3 separate regions of the Sus scrofa genome follow, and all the other regions are linked to region 3. The links are chromatin contacts, called in public Hi-C maps. All regions are on one chromosome and are shown on one strand. The core of a region is the stretch at or near the end of the contact, and the rest is flanking DNA. Distances in the headings are between cores, read along the strand shown.

The links. A called contact is a pair of places that touch in the nucleus more often than the background predicts.
Region 1: a contact with region 3 is called in a Hi-C map of liver, with 5 times the contacts expected there. The contact joins the promoter of PAWR here to the enhancer-like site in region 3. A contact is called at or near these places in 1 of 5 promoter capture datasets (liver), 6 of 47 Hi-C or Micro-C datasets (embryonic fibroblasts, fetal heart ventricle and liver) and 1 of 2 datasets of contacts at active chromatin or transcription factors (skeletal muscle).
Region 2: a Hi-C map of liver shows a contact between it and region 3, with 3 times the contacts expected there. The contact joins two enhancer-like sites. A contact is called at or near these places in 6 of 47 Hi-C or Micro-C datasets (fetal liver, fibroblasts and liver).

The regions. Positions count from the first base shown.
Region 1 is chr5:101,691,450-101,695,072 of Sscrofa11.1, forward strand. PAWR (PRKC apoptosis WT1 regulator protein) reads left to right here and starts at 1,696. Exons shown (of 7, transcript XM_021092812.1): 1 at 1,696-2,061; 2 at 2,064-2,320. The coding sequence starts at 1,797.
Region 2 is chr5:101,727,025-101,730,606 of Sscrofa11.1, forward strand. The region is part of intron 2 of PAWR (PRKC apoptosis WT1 regulator protein); the gene reads left to right. Among named protein-coding and RNA genes, the nearest start is that of PAWR, 36 kb to the left of the region's middle. Within about 2 kb of position 1,402, at least 2 of the 83 cell types and tissues checked have an H3K27ac peak or open chromatin away from gene starts, as enhancers often do. A contact at or near this core is called in fetal liver and liver, where this site is marked.
Region 3 is chr5:101,810,708-101,814,233 of Sscrofa11.1, forward strand. No RefSeq gene overlaps it. Among named protein-coding and RNA genes, the nearest start is that of PAWR, 120 kb to the left of the region's middle. Within about 2 kb of position 1,579, at least 18 of the 83 cell types and tissues checked have an H3K27ac peak or open chromatin away from gene starts, as enhancers often do. A contact at or near this core is called in fetal liver and liver, where this site is marked.

The sequences.
Region 1 (3,623 bases), core at 446-2,945, 120 kb before region 3:
CAAAACAGGTAGGAGGAGGAAGAAAGACCTCTGTTAAGTAAGAATGTGACTCAGGGCTCGCCTACCTTGCACAAAATGGTGACCAGGCATGGGTCGCCTGTGATAGTGTATGCCTGGCATTACCTGGGTACCGTGAAGTCGGTCTCGGGTGTTGAGAGGGCAGGCTACCCAGTCCTGAGCCAGAATCTGAGATGACTTGCCTCTGAGGATAAGATTTAGCCTATGGCACGTTAGAGGGAGGAAAACAGACAATCACCGCCTCAGCTCTTAGCCGATCAACGTCAGTGCAGCTCGAGGACGTTGGCGGGGAGCTTTGCTCTTAAATTCACTACCGGTAAAGAGGCGGTGGTGAGACAAGGTTAAGAGGCAACCCCAAGCAGAAACGGGATCGCCAATACATTGTTAAACGAGTTTTTAGTTTTCTTCCTGCAAGCCTAGGGGAACGAATAGTCAAACCTTGGCAACACCCCGGCAGTGGAAGCCCCTCCTTTCCACCAGCACTTTCACCCGAGGCCACAGACACAAGGGGGTCTTGGGTTTCAGCTCTGTACTCTCCTGCCTGCCGTCCCGGCACCTCTGAAAAGGGGGCAGCGACGGGGCCAAGTGACGCGCGAGTGTTTTCCCCTCCTGGCTAGTCAGGCCCTGAATCATCACCAGTTGATTGCAGCAGTGTTCGAGAGTTTCCCGGGAAGAATGTGTCTTGTACTTAAAAGGAAGAGTGGTGGGAGACGGGAGAGGCGGAGGCGAGCAGCGGGGACAAGGGCGTGGAGGCCGGGTTCCGCCCCAGAGTCGGAGGCGCCGGGAGGCCGGACGCCGGGAGGCTGCAAGCCCAGGAATGTGCGCTGCGCTCCGCGGGCGGGACGCGGCGCCGCGCACCTGAGCGCCGGGGGCGGGGCTTCGGGGGCGCAGCCCCCCCGCCCCCCGCCGCGCGCCGCGCCCCTCGCGCGCCGCCTCGGTCCTTTCCGCTCGCCCTTCGGCGCCGCTCGGCTCCCCCTCCCTCCTCCCCCCTCCCTCCCGCCTCCCAGGCCGGGAGAGCCGCGGGCTCCGGGCGGCGAGTTGGACGCGGCGGCTCCTTCCGCGCGAGCGCCGCGGCTCACCTGGGCGCCCGCTCCTGTCCCCGCGCGGCGGCCCCCCAACTCCTCCCAGGTAAGCGGCCTCCCGGGCCGTCCGCCCTCCGCACGCGCCCTGGCTTCTCTCGGACTCGGCTGGACAGCGGGGCCCGGACGCGTCCCGCCTCCTCCGGGAGCCGGCGAGCGGGCTCCGCGCCTCGCCGCGGGCGTGAGGGTGCGGGCGGCGGGGACTCCGGGCCGGGGCGGGGGGCAGGAGATGCGACGGGCCGACAGGTGGTGCGCCGCGGCCCGGGTCCCCCGATCGCCGCGGGCGCCGACCCCGGCGCGGAGGGGCGGGCGAGCCGGGGGTGGGGACAGTGCCTCTCTCCTCCCCTCGAGGGGCGGCGACCGTCCCGGCCCGCCGTGTAGGTGCGTTGGAGAAACTTGGCAGGGTGGGGACTCGGCGGCTCCTCGCCGGCGGCGCGGAGCGGGCGCGCTCTCGGGGGGGCGGCGCAGGGGGCGCGGCCGCGGGACAGACCCTCGGGCCGGGCGCGGACCTGACGCGGCGCTTCCCCCGCCCCCTTTTGTGTCTCCCCGCAGAGCAGCCGGTGTCCCGGGGCGCCGCGGCCGGGCCCCGCGCCGCGGGTCGTTCCCTCGCCTCCTCCGGGTGGCGGGAAGGAAGCGGCGGCGGCAGCCAGAGCCGGGGCGGGCGGCCGGAGGTGCGAGCCCGGCCGGCCCGCGGGGAACATGGCGACCGGCGGCTACCGGGCCGGCGGCGGCGGCGGCAGCACCACCGACTTCCTGGAGGAGTGGAAGGCGAAGCGCGAGAAGATGCGCGCCAAGCAGAACCCCCCGGGCCCGGCCGCCCCCGGCGGGGGCACCGGCGACGCGGCCGGGAAGCTCCCCCCGGGCGCCCTGGGCAGCACCTCGGCCGCCGCGGCGGCCAACGAGCTCAACAACAACCTCCCGGGCGGCGCCGCAGCACCTGCCGCCCCCGGGGGCGTGAACTGCGCGGGGGGCCGGCGCCGCTGGCCCGCGCCGCCCCCGGCCCGCGGCGGCCTGAGGATGAGGCTCCCGCCGCCGCCGGGGGCGCCGCCGCCGCCGCTTCGGGCGCTGCTCCCTCCCGGGGCGCAGAGGAGGAACGGGACGGCGCCCCGGAGAAGGGCAAGAGCTCGGGCCCCAGTGCCAGGAAAGGCAAGGGGCAGATCGAGAAGAGGAAGCTGCGGGAGAAGCGGCGCTCCACCGGCGTGGTCAACATCCCCGCCGCAGAGGTGAGTCGGGCTGGGGGACACGGTGGAACCCTGGAGCGCCGCCGCCTCTTGGTGTCTCCTCTCCGGGGCCCGGAGCTTTCCCATCAGAGCGCATCCCTGTTAGGCTTGCCTGCCTGAGCCAGCCAGAGGGTGCTGGACTTTCACTCTGAACCACTGTTTCCCGGGACGGTCCCCAGACCCAAAGGGGAGGACACGTGCTTTTCAGGCGTCCTGGCTAAGATCGCAGCCTCAGGAGCCTTCATTTCAGGGGCGGAAAGATAACTTGGCGCTCCCGACCTTGCCCACCTAGACGTGTTTGTTGATGCTTGATCAGTTCGAGAAATTGATTAATGGCGATGACAGCCTGCTCTTATTTACTTTCCCACGTGTCGGTCTCAAGGATCAGATAGTTTCTCTCTCCTTCTCCCTTCACGATGTTTAATAGCACCTGCAGAGACAAGGTGGCCTTCGCATTACCCAAGTCAGCTTTATCTTTCAGTGAACCCGAGATAAGTGTATCCAAGGGAGCATGGGCACTCTTTCCTGTATAAACCAGCTTGTGGAAATAGTGCTTCCCAGCGCACGCGCGCGCGCGCACACTCATTTCTTCTGACTGCTGGTCTGGACAATAGGAACGCTGTAGCAACCCACTATTTTTTTTGCTAAGATGATCTCTCCTCGTATTTAAGTATTTGGCTGTGTATTCTGGAAAACATTTGTGGTAGGGTTGGGGATTTTTTTTTTTTTGTTTTGTATTTTTGCACAGTCTCAAAAACACTTCTTCATGCAGCAGCATCTTCCCATTGGAAGGCCTCCTGAAACTTTTTTTACTTAGGATATAACCACACCTCTGTCCTCAACAAACAATCCTAAACAAGTTTTGGTTTCTTTGATAGTAACTCCCAGGCTTTGGAAGTGATTCCATAATCTTGTTTGACCCTAAGTAGTTGCATGTTTTTTCTCATTGGCTCTAGGGTTTACCTTTGTTTTTTGTTTTTTTCTTTTTCCTCCTGGACTTCTAATTTTTTCGACTTTGACACACAGTAAATAAGAATTTACTAACTTTGTTGTTCAAGTAAGAGCATTTGCAATAAGTTAGTGCATATATCAAACGTGCCCACCATTTTAAGTCTTAATATGATTTCCATACCTGGAAAATCAGTGTTTGTCTTTGAAGGGTATGTTTTTATGAGTTTAAGAGAGATTTTTATCAGCCAGCAAAACTGTCCTCTGTGGTTTGCTACTTGCACAAAAGATCTGTTATTCATTAAGTTGCTTTAAAAGGAATTCATAAGAGTGGTAATCATATTTCTAGGTTGTTTCT
Region 2 (3,582 bases), core at 152-2,651, 84 kb before region 3:
CTTTGAAGAGAGAAACACCTGGGTTGACATGTGCCCTTTCTTCCAGGAGGTGAGCCACAGGTTTTAAAAAACAAAGGAAACATTATACTAATTCCTACAGACAGGCCTTGACAGTTGGAAGGAAATGAGCATGTACCACCTTGACCTCGGCTGTGGTAATTGTAGAAACAGATTTAATGCTACGCCACGGGGAGGTCTGTCTGCACGCCGAGGCTGCTTAAACCGCCACCACATGGCTCCCGGGTGGGGGGGACGCGGTTCACACGGCAAGGGTCCCAGCGTGTACTGCTCTGGTCGCCCGTTCTCTGAAGTCTCTGGACCAGCCAGCGCCCTGCACGCGCGTCGTTGGAGTGGTTGGTGCTGTGCACACAGAGGTCGTAGGTGTGCTGTGCCTCTGCCTGTCAGGGGCTGGATTTCCAGGGAGGGCGTGTGTCCTAGAATGAGAGATACAGCCTCTGAGAACGTGGGGCTGCATCAGACCAAGGTCTTGCTGAAGGCCCCTCTCAGGACGTGCGGTTTATCACAGGGGAGGGAGACGCTTCCGCTTCACTTTCTTTTCCGCACTGCGCCTCGAATCTTCATCGGAGGTGGAGGTTAATTCTGTTACACAGTCTCTCCCTCCACCCTCATCACCTACACAAAATCTTTTCCTATAAATGAGAAGACTCAGGATTATTATTATTATTATTTTTTTCCTTGTCTTTTTAGGGCCACACCTGCGGCCTATGGAGGTTCCCAGGCTAGGAGTCGGATTGGAGTTGTAGCCGCTGGTCTACACCACAGCCACAGTAACACCAGATCTCAGCTGCATCTGCGACCTACGCCACAGCTCACAGCGCTCCTTAACCCACCGAGCGAGGCCAGGGATTGAACCTGCATCCTCATGGGTACTGGTCAGATCCGCTGAGCCATGATGGAAACTCCCTTTAAGGTTTATAAGTTGCAACTTTTAAAAACAAAATCTTGGTTAACAGCACTTTACGTATAGATAAAATAATCAGCCTCAACTGGTACTTAAGTCAAATAGATGTGGTTACAGATGCCGGGACTTGCTCTGTTAGCCTCCGTTTCCTCATTTGTCGCCTGGGACTAATAGTCATCTTGGGGTTGATCTGTGGATTAGTAATAAGGACGGCGACGGTGGTGATGACACTAGAAGCGAGGTGCTGCTGCTCAGCACGTCTCCCGTGTGGCTGGTGTCACTGCCCCGTCTTATAAACGAAGACGTCGGCTTTATTTGGACGTCAGACCCATGCGCACCGTGTCCACTGAATTGACGTCGGACCATCCTTGACCCCCGAGTTACTGAGCGCTTGGGGTGCTCGTTAAATGGTGGGTTAAACATAAACACCAAACAGCTCTAACAAAAACCTGACGTAATGGAAAGAGTGAGAGTTAAGCAAGAGGTCAACAGGGCAAAAGGTTTGCCTCTGGCCATTCTCTGAGCAGAGGAGGTAGGAAAACCTGGGGTTTGACGCCTCGGTCCTTCTGCCTCTGAGGGCACAAGATTTCCTCACCCCAGCCTCGCTGCCTTGCCTCTGAAAGGCGGGGGAGCGTTGCGGGCGGTGGAGGGGGTGGACCGGCCTGGTGTCAGCGCCTGACTCGGGGCACCTGCTGCGTGTTTGTGGTGGTGATGATTTAGATCGTAGCCACGTAACGGCAGTGTCTCCGCAACAGATTCTCTTCTCCCCGTGAATTCACCACACCTGCTGTTTAAAAATACCGCCTTCTTTTGGGGGGGGGGGCATGCTCGTGACCTGCAGCAGTTCTTGGGCCAGGGATTGAACCCATGCCACTCACTGCAGTTACTGCAGTGATGGTGTCGGATCCTTGACCTGCTGAGCTGCAAGGGAACTCCTACAAATACCATCTTTTAATGATATAAAATATTCATTGATGTTTTTTCTTGTAACTTTTTTGCATTTTTCTGCCTCTTTGTATCTCACGTTTTTCCTGGCTTTTGCCCGTACATTTACACCGTGCTTTCGTTTATGTCTGTATTCAGTAAACGATATTTGGAGCGTGTGATGTATCTGGCGTTGTGGTAAGTGATACGAGTACATCCATGGGTTTAGGAGAGTCTTTCCTGTCCCCAGACGACAGATCTGAAGTAAACAGTCATGAGTGGGAGAGGTGCTACGGAAGAGTAAGAATAAGGCAGTGTGTGTTGCAATGTGCTCTCGAGTCAAACATCAGAACCTACGGCCTCATGAGAAATGCAAATCCTGGAGCATTAACTCAGGCCCGTGTTTGTGTTCGCAAGCTCTCCAGGTAAGGCTGCTGCGAGCCAGAGCTTGGCCTTTGGTTTGGGCTGTTAGGAAACCACGTGTAACACAGAAAAACATTCTTACCTTGCGAGGTGGTGAAGGTCGTAGCTGTGTACTCGGGGAAGCTTATCCCCACGAAGTGCTTTTAAGCTCTGTCTTCTCTCTCCCTCTGTTCTCCTTTTCTCAAGGCTTCCTTCTAGAACTTCTGCTCCTTTTTTTGTGGTCTGTGGTCTTGGATTTTCTGGCGGTACCTAATAACGTTCACTCTCTGTTCCTCACGTGGCCAGTTGATCAGGAAAAGACCAGATTCCTGTCAATGCCACGTTGACGTTACCGGGGGGAAAAGGGTTTTATCTGTGTTCTTTCCTGTTTCCCTCCTTTCGCTTCCTCTGGCTACTCCTGACTCGGGGAAGTTCATCAGAGGCTGCTCGTTGTAGCTTATTTCAGAGCTCCACGTACCTGCATTTGTAACCCACTGTGTCTGTGTTAGGTTTGCTTTAACGGCTGCTGTTAACACGAGCCAAGCACTCAACGCAGCGAGCAATGTATTGGCTTCAGCATTTTTAAAGGTCTTCTTTCTTTTTCTCTTTTTGCCTTTTCTAGGGCTGCACCCGCAGCATATGGAGGTTCCCGGGATAGGGGTCCAATCAGAGCTGCAGCTGTTGGCCTACACCACAGCCACCGCAACACCGGATCCTTAACCCACTGAGCGAGGCCAGGGATCGAACCCGCAACCTCATGGTTCCTAGTCGGATTCGTTCACCACTGAGCCTGATGGGAACTCCTAAATACTGTATTTTTTGCAGTTGTGTCCAATAAAATAGTTGGTTAAGAGTGAATCTTTTCTTTCCATGCCCACCCCCCACACTTGCCTTTCTTCTCTCTCCTTTCAGTGATTTGTGAAATTGCTTTTGAGGTATATGTAGTCTTTTAAAACCAATTATTTTCTTTTGTTAAATATCGGGAAAGAAAAAAAAAAAAGAAACAGGATGAACCACAGACAGAATCCTTCCTAAGTATCACAGAAAATAATTTTTTTAGAACTTCTGATGTTCTGTCTTTATCATTGAGGAGTTTTTTAATGAATGTCTGGTCTCAAGCTGCTGTATAGCTTATTTTCTTCTTGTTAAGTTATATGATAATGTAATTGATATTCTGAATGCTCGTGTATTGAAATGTGCTCCGTTGTAAAATGGGGTTTGCTTTGGCATTTGAAAATTTTAGTCTTATTTAGGCATTGGGGGGTCTGTCTGGACAGTGCTGTGAACGAGTGCTCTTCAGCCATTCATTGCTGCGGTGCCGCTGTCGGAGACGA
Region 3 (3,526 bases), core at 329-2,828:
GGTGTGTGAGTTTTCCTTTCGAAAGCCCGCAGGTTTTTAATGACCAGTGGAGTAAGTGAATGAAGAATGAATGAGTGAGTAGGGGGAGGCTGCTACTTCAGCCTAAACGTGACCCTTTACTTATTTTGTTTTGTGATCTTTAGCAAGTTACTTTACTTGTGGCTCTGAATCCTTGTTCGTATAGTGGAGTTAAAACACCTACCACGTAAATACTTCATAAATGCTTATTGAATATCTGAATTAATCGCTGAGTTCAGTTCAGATGTACTAGATCCGATTTTCTGGAATCTGGGGTCTGAAGGTTGGGCCTTTTAGCAAAATCTTCTGGTGATGCTCATGCACCCAAAGTTTGAAAACCACTCTCTCTTTTGTTGTTTTTTGTTTGTCTGTTTGTTTAGGGCCTCCGCTGTGGCATATGAAAGTTCCCAGGCTAGGGGTCGAATCAGAGCTGCAGCTTCTGGCCTTTGCCTCAGTCACAGCAATGCCAAATCTAGCTGCCTCTGCGGCCTACAGCACAGCTCCGGGCAGCGCCGCATCCTTAACCCACTGAGCGGGGCCAGGCATCGAACCTGAATCCTCAAGGATACTGGTCGGATATGTTTGCAACGAGAGCTCCGAAAACTGCTCATTTAAACTCTCCTGTTTATGATTGTAAGAGCACAGAGGTATATGCTGAAGGCTGTACTGAAATGAATCAGACGGTCTCTGACTTCAGTAAATTTACAGGTAGTTAAAGGATGGATGCACCGGGAGCAAGCACAGAGGGAGGAGAGCTGGCCCCAAAGGACTGGTGAAACTTCTTGAGGTTCTAGCATTTTTAAGGAATTAAGTACGGTTTTTAAAAAATGCCTGGTCAGTATGTCTTTCCTGGTAAAGATGGAACTGTTTGCATTGTTATTTCCACGTAGGCTTCGTCCCCCCCGCCATGCTTCCTAATGCGTAAGAATAGTGTTGATGGCATCTGATCCATCTTCTCCAGACAATTTATAAATTTCTTTGGGTGACCAGACGACCTTTTCTGAAGGATTTTTGTGACTGGTTTTTTGCATCAGTTTTGTCCTGGTGGCAGAGTTCTGACAGGTGGTTTTTCTTTTTTCCTTTTGGAAAAACCACCTTACGCGTTTTCTTAAGTCCATTTGGTGACTCTGCAAACATTTTCATGCAAGTGAAATTCTATTACAGACTCACTTTGTACCCTGCTGAAGATCCTTGGACTCGTTCTATTATTCAAGAAAAGTCGCGTTCTGAACTGTAGCAAAGAAATCCATTTAGTTAACTCTCATTTCGTCGGGTTTTTCAGGCTTGTGGCTCCACACCTACAGCTTTCTTTTTGTCTGTTTCCTTGCTTGTTAGGCATGAAGCGAGAAAGAGAAAGAAGCAGATCTGGGAAAAAAGATTTAGCAAGGGAGCTGAAAGAAACCGATGGCTAAAATGAGGCTCAGCTTAGAGAATTCGGTTGCTGTTGGAGAGAGTGTCACAGTTTCCAGCTTGTTTGCAGAGGTGTGACCTGTCCTGCCATGGTTAGAATACAGATCAGAGATTTTGACCTTTGATCCTGCCACTGATTACTCAGTACCTGCTGCAAGCCAGTCAGTCTGTTTGTGTAGAAGGGAAAATGCCTACATAATTTCGGATTCATGGTGCAAAGGGGTGTCCGTGAGAGGAATTTAAAGAATTCGCTGATTGTGACTGCAATATTCTAGACACGAAATAAGAGACATCCAAAAAAAAAAAAAAAAAAAGTACCCTCTCTCCTAAGATATTGCTCAGAAGAAAATGGATATGGGCTTTTTTCTCTCCCTTTTCAGAATTCGTACAGCTGCACTAGGTAGGATATAAAATACTTTAGAATTAATGATTTTGTACTTCCTATAAAATTTAAAGGACAATTTTTATACTCTTTTAATAGTGTGTAAAATTGTCACAGAACTTGACCCAGTGGGTTAATTAGCTAAATAATGATGAAATGTGGGGACAGATACAGCTTTTCTGATTTCCTGTTCGCTGACATGACATGTTCTAAGTAAGTGAACGTTTTTGTTCTGTTTGTGGAAGTCTGACAGACCCATAGGCTGCTGTTACAACGTGTTTAATTTTTGTTTTTAATTCCGACCGGGCAGATGGTATGCTGCTAAAACCAAAGATTTAGGACTAAGCAGTGCATTTTAAATAAAGTACAGTCGATTCACACTGCGGTGCCCGTTTCTGCTTCAGATGGTCTTGATTTGGATTCACCACTATAAGTGGCTTTGGCTGTGTCATTTCCCCTTCTTTAGCCTGCCCTGCCTAATTTACAAAATGGGCGTCGTACTCTCTCACCTTCTATTATATGAACAGGATTTTGAGCATCAAAAATATGGTGGGAGTTTGTCGCATGAGGTAACCCTACTGAGTGGCTTATCACTGGTATAAAACCATGTATAGCTATTATATCAGTGGCTCTTATATTGTTGGCACATGAATTGACTTCATCCTTTAGAGTGACTCTTGACTTCCGAAGAAAGTTAAAAAAAGTCTAAACTCCTTGAGATTAAAAGAATCCATACGCTGTTGGTTGCGAGACTCAAAAGGGAGGTGGCTGATTCAGCTTCTCAATGACCGAAAGATAGAAGCAGGTGAAATGTGAAGCTTATGCTCATAGATTTCATAACATACAGAAGGGATGCTGCAGGCAGCGGGGAGACAAGCTTTAGTGCAGAACTGGGCACTAGAAAGGCCCCCCGACGTCTCTTCTGCTGCTCGAGGGTCCATGAGTGCACCGGGTCTGGGAGTCTACTAGGTGCTCAGCAAGTGTTGGCTGGAGGCGTGGATGAACCCATGAGTACATGCAAATGCATCTGCTTCCCCCTTGGCTGCTGCTCCTGCTGGGAGGCTGAATTTTTTAACGTTGAAATTCCACAAGAAACATCTTAAGCAAGCCATGTGTTTGGGCCAGTCTGTTTCCAGGCTTGTTTGTGTTTTTCACATTCTTTTGTTGCCCTGCAATATTATTCTGTGACCTCGCTGATGAATTCCAGTAGGTCATTCCGTTGGGCCCCAAGGACGCTAGTAAATGAATCTTGATTTGGAATGGAATACGCAGGGTGTGTGGCTTGGGTTGGAATCAAATTAGGCCTGGCTAATTTTATTTTGGTTTAATCTATGTGGGAAAGAATAGAAATAGAGGCAAAGCAAATAAACAGAAAATAGTGGAAACTATTCCTGTATAATGATAAGCAGTCTCTGTAAGGAATAGTTCCAAGGGCCACAACCTAAATTATTTTTATTAAAAGTTTGGGGACAAGATTCAGCAATGGAAAGATTAACTTCTTCAGTCATCGTGGTTGGTGTTTACTTTTCTAGCTTTCTCAAGCCAGAGTCTCCACAGGCTTTTAAAATGTGGATGCTGCATAGACAAGGCATGTTCCTTAATATAGTGCAGGCTTCTTAATCTTCTCCAGGCTCTGTAAACGGAAAAGCCCAATCTTTGGGAAATCTCAGCTCCTGGGGAGGCGAAAGAAAAAGTTTCCCGTCGAACCATCCAGAC